2 separate regions of the Drosophila melanogaster genome follow, and region 2 is linked to region 1. Evidence: chromatin contacts called from public Hi-C data. All regions are on one chromosome and are shown on one strand. Each heading gives the region's core, a stretch centred on a gene start, on an enhancer-like site or on the middle of the called end of the contact. The rest is flanking DNA. Distances are from core to core; before and after follow the strand shown. Region 1 has its middle 9.5 kb from the start of wb. Region 2 overlaps wb (wing blister).

Region 1 (5,271 bases), core at 2,140-4,639:
ATATGATATTAATTTTGTACATGCCCCCACATTGTGTAATTGATATTGGTCGGAAAGAACAAGTTTTTCCTTTGGCCGGAACGGGTTTCCTTCTCGGCACGGAAGTTGTCCTTCTATCTAATTGGCCGCGCAAATTGCTCAGCGTGTCTATGTTGGTTTTGCACAAAAGGCATTTTCATATTCCATCCATTGAGTTTTCCTCGCATTGTTGACCTGACCCTGCCTCTCACCTTTGCATTCGACGATTGGCGAAATGTTTCAATCCAAGAGTCATACCGAAATCAGACTGGAGTCATCTTCGAAACAACTGCATCATCAGCATTCGACGTCATCAGCTTGACGACTTCGTGGGCAACTGAGGAAAACTATTCAGGTCAATAGTTCAATGGTGAACGGTGCAATGGCCAACAATAAAATAGTCATGAAACTCGCATTTTCCACTGCCCTGCAGGATGAGTTTGTTGATTTTATTCAAAAAATGGGTAGACCTATGTATTTAAAAAATAAAATATATATATATATGTGAGTACCCACTTAAACTAGTGCATTTATTTGAATTGATTGAAATATAAAAGAGAAAAATAATATTATTTGTTAAACATCTCATCTCATATTGTATTTTTGGTCATCCTAAACCCTTTTAATGCGTATCCGCATCCAATTCAATTATGTCTTAAGCCTATCAATTCATTCAATAAACTAAGCTTATTTTCGTTAACACTATAAACCCCTTAACAAAATCTACCTTAATGGCCAATAAAACTGCATCGCATGCTAATTCGTTTGTGCCCGAAACCCTTTCAACACGTTTTTCCGACATTTTACAACTTAATTCCTTTTATTATGAGCGTTTTCTACCTTGGACAAACAATCAAAAGTTTGTGGCTTCAATTGCATTTGGGATTCTTCAGCGCCACAAAGATCACAGAGCCACAGAAGAACCAAGGGAGCAACGTGGTAAACAGGGGGAACCTGTAGCTGGGGAATTTGCATTCGAGCCTGGGACAGTGAAAGAGGGAGAAAAATTAACTGCAATCAAGTAAAACGTCATTCAACTGGGGAATTGGGACCGAACCGAACCCTGGACACTACGGACTGAGAATAGGCCTCCATTATTAGCTGCAAGGTCTGAGCTGCAATGTTGCTAAATTGCCGGCATTCAACGCATTTTTCTTTTCAAGAGAAGCGAAACCAATGGACTTCGGTTCGGTTTGTTTCGGTTATGTTCTACTCTAGGCCCCCTGGGCATTGATGGACCTTTTGAAGAGTTTTAATTAAGCTAATAAAGTTGTCTATTCTGCGTTTGGAGTCTGCTGTCTGTGTTGCATGACCATTAATTGCCATTGTTGGACACACCACTGATGAAACGAGGTCATAAATGGGTGAACGTTTCTTCTATTTTTTTGCAGCTTACATAAATGAAACGACACTTAAGTGACACCATAGTGATAGGATCTTAATAATCCGAAATGGTAACTGATATGTGAATAAATGCATTATGAATTGCAAGCAACTAATATTATTTAACATTTTATAATTGAGTAACTAACAACACTTGATATTAAACATTAATATACATTGTTAATAAAAAAAATAGATAGATATCAAATATCAGTTAAATAGAGCTATTATTTACACCATAATCCTTTTTATAGTTCTTTGTTGTTCAGCTTAATGAGTTCCGTGTTTTTGTTCGAATGTTAATAAATCCTTGTGGCACACCCTATCACTTTCAGTGAGTCATATTAATAAATGGAACCGACTAAATATTTAGACACAGCTCACGTATCACTCGCTATAAAATATTATACCGCTGTTAAGCGTGAACCATTAAAAGATCGTAAAATACACACAACTAAAGAATATTTGCGATTCGGTCGCGTGGGCAGCAATTGCGAGTAGTAAACTGTAAATTAGCACGGAATGCATTATCGTCTATTTACAAAACATTTTGCATGCCGCACAGAAGCAGTTGCAGTTGCAGCTCCAGTTGCAGTTGCACCAGCTGAGGTTCAAGGTAAACTGAGATAGCATATGCGAATGCAACATTGTCGGGTGTAGTGCTATATAGTATAGTATATAAAGTATGTTGGCTACTCTTGCCGTGTAATTGCTTTTCCCGATGCTGCTGCTGTGGCGCATGCGCCGATTCCTCGACTCTGATAACACATTCCAGTCCTCTTGGCAGTTCGGCCTGCCATCTCCACAGCCAATGAGTGCATTTTATTTTCTTTACTTTTCTGATTAAACACCAGATTGTATCGCATATCGGTTATGAAGAGTGGCCATAATATTTGGGGCGTAATTAAAGGTATTAAAGTGTTGGCCAAGAGCGTTTAGTTTGCCAGAGCGCTGGAAATTTCTTTCAGACGTGGGCTGGTGTAAGCGAACGGCTTCTTGGGTGTGAAGTAGGTGGAGAAAGCAGAAAGTCTGGCGATCGATAACAAATAAGTACTGAAATAATTGGGAGAAAATATATTGCCAAAACGGGATCTCTTGGTATATCTTCATAATAATGTTGTAAGATATAATGCTAAGGATAAGTGTATCAAGTATAGGTCAGAAGTTACTAGTAAATATATCTTCGCCACTGCTGGTTCTTTAGTTAGTTGCTGCAAAAACTGTATTCACTATTTCAACTCTTTTTGTTTATTCAACTCTTATATTTATACAACTCTGCCCTCGATTTACAAGCACTCTCCTCTTTACCCTAACAAACACTGAAGATATGACATCTACAGTCACAAAACAAAGCCGGAGTACCAACTTCTTCCAGCCTTCCAGCCAATCAATCATGGCCATGGAGCTAACAATGACACCTTCGCAGACAAGCCCAAACAGCTTCCGCATTACGAAAAAATACCAGATCAGTGGGATGCACTCACACACACACTGGATTCGATACTCCAAAAGCCAAGCCAGCCGACAGTTGCCAACTGGGCCAATGATCTTGCATTAAGTTGGCCCAAAAGAAGACATGATCCCTGCCACAACAACAATGGGGATCAGGTAACACAAACAGCTCACAGCATGAACTTGATATTTTTTTTTGCAGACCCAGACCATATGCAAAGTGCGGTCCCCGAGGAATCCCAGGACCACTGGTTACAGTCCAATTTGGTTCGGTTGTTGTTGTCACCAAGATAACCATCTTGCAGGCACTCCAAACACAAAATATTGACTTGCTGCCGGTTTTCAACTTGCTTGTGGCCAAAACAGGCAGTGAAATCGAATAGGGCCGAGGTGCCGACACAACAAATTACATGCAAATTAGTCTCTGCGGATTCTGCAGCAGATCATTATTTTTCGATAGGAAAAAAGGATATATCCCTTGTGTTCCATGCGTTACAGTTTTAGATGCACTGATGATATTGGTATTATCATATGCCTAAATATATGCTTTTTAAAATAACTTGAAATAATATGTTTGGGGTACTCCATACGAATTCCTTACCAAATCTCATTATTACTTTTATAAATCACACTTTTTGTTGACCTAATTCATAATTTTATTATTTTCATGATTTACCAAATAAAAACGTACGTTGAGTTTGTGACTCATAAGGGTTTTATAAAAAGAGCGTTCAATTTATGAAGTGAAATGTACAGGAATTGTTTAAAAATAATGTCATTATAATAACAACAAAGTAGTTATATACTTAAAATACAATAGTATACTTAACATTATCGACAGTGAAGAAATAACAAAATCGACGTCAGTGAAGAAATCCACACAGTTTTAGAGCAATTGCCTTACTATAACCAATAAAGGGAAGCCCAGAAGTATGCTTCGAATACCTTTATCTTTGTATAAAAATATATTTATACGTTCTCTTTATATGGTTTTGATAAATTAAAATTCAATTCAGTTAAAAACTACAAAACTTAAATGAATAAAGTAAATAGTATATTATTTTATATATAAAGTACAGCTGATATTCGAAAGAAATTTCCTCAACTGTGCGTGGAAGGAAATGGTTTTTAATTCGCTTAAAAACTAATTCATCATTAAACGTAAATTTCGTAAATATCAACTTCATGTATCATCATCTAACAATTTTCAACAGGTAACATGATGAATATGAAATCAAACCATTTTTTGTTTTTTTTTTCTGCGACAGTAAGTAAGCTTTTCCGCAACACAAAATAAATCAAATTAAATTCTGTTGACGCACGCACAAAATGCAAATTTTTTTCGCTTCCCAAAAGTATGCAACCTACGGTAAAGGAAAATTCCGTTTATGGAAGGAAAGGCAAGGAAAAGTATATGAGAGGATTTTCTTTTCCCGTGCGCTTCGTTTTTATACTTATTTCGTTGTGTGATGTAATAACTAACACGCTCAGCCAATTATATGGAATATGTTTGTTCTATTCTAGGTCGCTGCTGTCGTCATTGTCCTAAGCATACAATGGATTTATGCGTGAATAATGCGTGTACGTATCGAATCGGAGGCAGCAACCGTCAGCAATTTGCTTCCACTTCAGTGACTGCCGGGTTACCAAACGAAAAAGAAGTTACGAAAATGTTAAAGCGGAAACTCGGTACAAAAGCTAATCATAATAAGGACTTGTGGAAAATTTCAAACACGTGAGACTAAACCGTTCTCTATATGAATTGAAAGTTCAAAGAAAGTTGGCAAATTGATGTCGTGACAGAAGGCCTTAATATAATATTAATATTACAAAATATTACAATTACAAATGAACAACATACACATGTATTAAAAATGCACAAAATATTAAAGTCTGAGTAGAATCAAAGACGTTTGCTCATACAGAAGACCTCTTTAGCTTTCTGAACTCATAAAATAAATTGCGACGAGATCACAACGAAGTGCCAGACATTTCTTCCTGGTTGCATTTACACCACTTACAAACACTTGCAGCTTTCATTGTGCGACTAATTTCCACTCGACTTTCTTTCTAACTATGTATGATGAACCGCATGCCTATGCATCCCATGGCATTCCTCTATTTATAAGTCAACCCACACAAAAAGATCTCCGATCGGGTCGTTGCATCTTTCCTTCTTGCCTCAACTGGTCAGCCAGCAATTTGCAGTTGCACATTGCGCCAATTGCTATTAATTTATGAGCTCTGGACAGAGAGTGTCAATTATACTATGGAAAGACGATAGCAAACAATGGACAATAACAAAAGTAAATTTCATCGAGACGAAGCGCACGCGACTCATGTCACATTCTTTGAACCAAATATTCCCATGCTGATTTCCATTTCTGGCCATTAGTTCAGTTATTTCTAATCAAACAT
Region 2 (5,499 bases), core at 2,976-5,475, 65 kb before region 1:
TGCGCACATGTTCCAGAACGTCCTCCGCTTCGTTCTCCACCTCTTGCACGCGATCCACCTGCAGCCGCATGTCTACCACTCGATGATTGGTCTGATTCAAGTCCCGCCAGAGCATCTCCAAGCGGCCGCTCTCGTCGAACGACGCATCCGATGCGTTGCCCATGGCATAAAAATGCTTCCATGCACAGTCGTTGGTACTGCGGATTCCCTGAACCATTTGGTCGTGCTCCCGGATGGCCTGCAGGTAGAATCGGGCCTGCTTGAGAGCAGTAGGCAGACTGAGATAATGGGCACTCTTTCCATAGCCATGTAAATCGGAAAGGGTTTGAAGAATCTCCGAGCGGAGTAAGCCGACACTATGCTGTTGGGTTACAGCATCTTCCCGCATCGATTTTATGGCAAACTCCCGTTTTCCAATGGTGGCCACTGCTTTGCGGGATTGAAACTTCAAATTTTCGGCGTGGGCCTCCAGCTTTAGGATGTCAGCGGAGTCGTAATCCTGTAGACGCCGTTTGGTCTGGCTAAAGTCCCAGTGGCGCCCATTCCATTTCTCATAGGCGCTTTCGTACTCTGACAATTTTCGATATGGCGCCGGAATTCCAGTCAAATCCATGTTGTGCATTCCACGACGAAGCTTGTTGCCCACCAGCTCCATATAATCCAGAAGCAGAAGAGTGCAATTGTCACAGACTATAAAGGATATAGAGAACATGAATGGTACACATGGGAATATGCAGAATGGTATTCGTTCAGTTCACATCGAAGATTAACTTACTTTTGCATCCGTTGTCCACCAGATGATGACGTTCCGCCTGACACTTGTCGCACTTTAGCCCAGTAACTCCTTCTCGACAGTAGCATCTACCAGTCTCTACATCGCAGCCTTCGGTTTGGATTCCATCTGGGTGACAGTTGCAAGGTTGGCAAGTAGTGTTTGGATATCTCATAGGATCTCCAAAATATCCCGCCTGGCACCGCTCACACAATCTGCCCGTGTAACCCGGCTTGCAGACACAACTGACTTCTCCGTCCCAGACATTGCAGCCCCGGGCAAAGTTCCTATTGGTCTCCGGGCACGGACAAGCCTGACAACCGTGTGGAGAATTGGGATCGCCGTAGAATCCCTCAGCACACTGATGGCAGTGATCTCCTCCAGTGTTACCTCGACAGTTCTGCGAAAAGTCAAAAAGGAGTCATATAAAAGGAGTTGAATGGATTTCGAATCGAATTTTTTACCTGACAGACTCCAGTTTCGCGATCACAATCGCTGCTACGACCATTACAATGACAGGGAGCTGCTCTTCCTATCAGATCCTCAATGAATACACTCTCCACAATAGTGGTATTCCGCCAACGGTAGAAGGATCTTCCCGGATCCTGGCATGAAAGTCCATCAAACCGCTTGGGACACTTACACCGTTCGACTCCCTTGGCTATAAGATTGGTGGAGCCCTTGATATAGATGGCCGCATCCATGTGTACATTTTGAAGGCTATAAATACAAAAGAAGGGTTAGTACATGATAGAATCTTATTACTAAGTTTATTGGATTTACTAAATGACTCACACAACTTCCTGGAAATCGGCAAAAGCAAAGGCTCGAATGAAGATGTGTCGAATGTTTTGGAGGGCAGCCATTAGAGTATTACGATCCACTGCCTGGCTGGTGTGGTGGTACTTCCAGAAGGACTCATGCAGCGGCACCCGATGGGTCACGTTCAAGGAGTACTCGAACTCTTCGTACTCGTAAAAGTCCAGTAGCAACTTGGAGTGCGCGTGTAACTGAACCAATGGATACTGACCCAAAATATTTCGCTCCAAGGGCTTGTGGGCACCTTCGGTGATCAGGGTGAAGTACAAAAAGCCACCATAGCTACTAGTCCGATCTCCGTAGAACTGCGGAGGCAGTTGGAAGTAGAGCGGATGGTAAAATTGTCCATATGCTCCGATGGAAACATTCCCCGTAGATTTGGGCACTAAGCTCAGATCATTCATGCGCTGGATCTCCGCGTCTTCGCGATGGAAACTGCTGCCCTCCATCTGAACCACCACTATGTACTCGTAGTCTGAGCTGGGTACCGAGTGCGGTCTTATTTGCTGAACGCTGAGATTTCTGGACTCCGCCATACGGATGTGTCCCCAAGACAAGTCGCTCTGCTCGCACTCACCGGATCTCCCGAAGCAGAAGCATCGGGTGCATCCTTCGGGATTTTGTGCGGACAATCCAAAAGTGCTTTGCATGCAGGTATCGCATTTGAGACCCACCACAAGGGATTTGCACGGGCATTGGCCATTCGAGTCACAGGCTATTGAGCCATCCGCCTGGGTGAAGGAACCCTCCGCATCGCAGCCGCATCGTCGGCACTCCGGATAGCCGAAATACCCGATGGCGCAAGTGTCGCACTTTCTGCCCGAATATCCCTCTCGGCACTGGCATTGTCCATCGCCGGTGCTGCACTGCTGACCAATGGAGCCAATGTGATCGCACTCGCATTCCCGGCAACCCAATCGAGCCTGCCAGCCCCAGGTGCCCGGCACACACTGTCCACATCCCAGGCCACGGGTGAACTTGGGGCAAATGCAGCGTCCATTGTGCGGGTCACACACCTGACCCTCCGACCTGCAGGCCGAGCACCGCTGACAACCCTCCGTGCTGAAGCCAAAGAATCCCTCCGTACACTCGTTACAGTGCTGACCTCCAACCCCGATCTTGCAGTCGCATTGGCCCGTCCACGGGTTGCACTCGTGACCTCGGGAACCATGAGGATCGCATCGGCAATCCCGGCAGCCCTCGCCCGCCGTGAGATTCCAGTGACCCGGTCGACACTTGTCGCATCTCCTCCCGGTGACGTTGGCCAGGCAGGCGCATTGCCCAGTTCGCTTATCGCAATCCGATGACAGGGATCCCACACTGCTGCAGTGGCATTCTGTAAATGAAGGTGCATATGTTATTATATATAACTAAAAGGAAGAATATCTAAATAGATATTTATATTTAATCAAAATCTTTACTGTAAGTTATGTTACTAAATTTATATTTAATGAAGTAGGATTTAATCAATGAATCAATGTCGGTGCTGGAATCTAACAATCAATCCCCTTGCTATTAGCTTTCCCCGTCTTGGGTTACTGGGCCACAACTACGTCACTGTCAGTGGCAGCCAGCTAACTGCACCTTAACAGCCACCAAGTGGCGCGCACAGACCCACTGTATCCACTAGACCCACCAGACCCGCTAGCCAGTTGGTGGGTTTGTGGGTTGCGCGTAGGCAGCGCCCCAAAGTCCGCCCACATATGCATTCAGTTTCCTATTCGGGCGACAAACGACAAATGCGACGACGGACCAGCGGACGTTGGACCCCGAAAAAAAAGCTGTGGGAGACGACGACGTCGGAACAAGCCAGACAAGTCTGCCAAGCTCATGAGTATGTGGATAGGCAGGAGGTACATACATATATATACTATATACGAAAATAAATTCATTCATAAATCCGGTAAAACCAACGCAAAAACACTTTTCAATTTGATTGCACGCTCTATAAAAAAATACATCTAAAATATTGGCAAAAGGTGCATGCAAAATTAGAAGAGATCTGTGGAACTTGCAACGAAGATTGGGTGCTCTCTCTTAATGGCTATTAAGATTAAATAGATATATGTATATAAGGTAATGTATAATGTATGCAATGTATAATTAAATGTTTGGTAGTGATACTTTAAAAAATATTGTAAGCAAATTCTTTTGATTCCTAGTCAACTGAATGCAATGGGACTTTGGACAAATCGTAGGGTATTTCAAAGAAATATGAACAAGCTTAGCACGCGACACGATAGGATAGGTGATAGTAGATCCACTCTAGAGCTGCTTCGAGGAGTATTCAAGAGGAGGAGAAGGAAGCTGCGCCTTGAGGCACTTGGCATATGGCTGGGACTTGAAGACTCAAGACTGACTATAGTGCAGCTGTCAAGTGCTTGCCATCGTTCGTTTGGGGGGATTTGCATTTTCATGAATGAAATGAGTGGCGAGAGAAAGGCCTACGACTACGACTATGACTATAGGCGACTCCTTCAGACGGAGCCACCAATAAAAAGTTCAATCAACTGACGCCATTCACATGTTTTTGCCTGGGCAAATGATGTCATTAAAGTTTACAATGGGAATCACGACTCTTCGCCTGCTCCTCGATCGTTTTTTTGCCTGATGTTTTTGGTGCTTTAGTTGAAAATGCGTTTGTCATGGCACAACAGTTTGAGAGTCACTTGCACACCCACTGGAGATTTATTGCGTGGGTCTTGAGTTTGTTTCTTCTGGTCGGGTTGTTAGTCTCGCGGGCCTTTGGTTTTATTGACAATTTTGTTTTCTTGATTTTTTATTAATGAGCACGTTTTGTTTGTTTTCTGTTTTTTCTGCTTTGTTTTTACCCCTTAGTTATATCTCGATTTGCTGGCTGCCGATCGCTAGACTGGTCCCGATGGTCAGAGATCTCGCGTGTGTGGGCCGTTTTAAGAGCACTTCCGTTCGTTTAACGGTTTTCAGCTTGAATGTGCGTTAAATTTTAGGGTTACCGTTCACATTGGCATGGGCGGCATAATTTGGGATTGATCGACTGTCATTTGCTTTGTCTGCAGGAATGTCATGAAAAATTGGCGGATGGTCGAGACCAAACACCTTCTAACGTTTTCTAACAATCTAATCTGCTAACTATCAAATCAGAGTACTGCCATTAGTCTCACTTCTGTGCTGTGGCCTTGGGGCTTGTCATTTTCACTGCACAACATGGCGTATACACAATGCGACTACCAATAACCAAACTGTCTGGTCAGTCAACGCGGTCACAAATCAAATGCAATGCAATAAATTAACAATCAAATACTAATAATTCTAAAAGTACCAATGAATTGACAGTTTAATTGCAAAATCTCTTGGACTTGACCACTATCAAAAATAAAAAGACTTGACCAATTGCAGAAATATGCTAGAGCCGTAAGCTCACTTGTTGAGCTTCGATTTGGAGCACGTGTTTTGTGGGCAACATACCGTATGTTACGCTCGACACGACAAAATATTGATTAAATGATTTATGGGTTCGCTCACAGCACTGTGGGACAACGTTGCGTATGCGCAATGCATGCTTGCAGTGAATAGTCATAAAAAAGCACCGATGGATGCCAATCAATTATCATAAATCTCAAATCAACACAAAAAATTATTTTTAAACGGAAAATATTTTATACTCTATATCTAGGTTGCAATAAATAAATATAGTGGCATTCGGAATTCTAGCGTATACACTTTGGAAACAAGATCATGGAAAGGATTTTAAATTTGTTTAATTGAATACGAATACTTTAAATAAGCAATGCCGAATTCCTCAGCGTATCAATAAACGAGTGTTATAACGATTGCATTTCGATATTTCCACAAGTAATCAAGAGGCAATTAAGCGTCTGTAGGCAGCTGCGATAAAAATCTGTTGGCTACACGCTGGCTGGCCCACT

What was found. A called contact is a pair of places that touch in the nucleus more often than the background predicts.
Region 2: a Hi-C map of the Kc167 cell line shows a contact between it and region 1, with 1.6 times the contacts expected there. The contact joins two enhancer-like sites. A contact is called at or near these places in 11 of 107 Hi-C or Micro-C datasets (the Kc167 cell line, the OSC cell line, the S2 cell line and 4 more) and 1 of 6 datasets of contacts at active chromatin or transcription factors (the Kc167 cell line).

What each region holds. Positions count from the first base shown.
Region 1 is chr2L:14,250,914-14,256,184 of dm6, reverse strand. No RefSeq gene overlaps it. Among named protein-coding and RNA genes, the nearest start is that of wb, 9.5 kb to the left of the region's middle. Within about 2 kb of position 3,389, at least 21 of the 39 cell types and tissues checked have an H3K27ac peak or open chromatin away from gene starts, as enhancers often do. A contact at or near this core is called in the Kc167 cell line, where this site is marked.
Region 2 is chr2L:14,316,982-14,322,480 of dm6, reverse strand. It overlaps wb (wing blister), which reads right to left. Exons shown (of 16, transcript NM_165086.3): 5 at 1,568-2,927; 6 at 1,237-1,492; 7 at 776-1,172; 8 at 1-690. Among named protein-coding and RNA genes, the nearest start is that of ms(2)34Fe, 8.7 kb to the left of the region's middle. Within about 2 kb of position 4,225, at least 13 of the 39 cell types and tissues checked have an H3K27ac peak or open chromatin away from gene starts, as enhancers often do. A contact at or near this core is called in the Kc167 cell line, where this site is marked.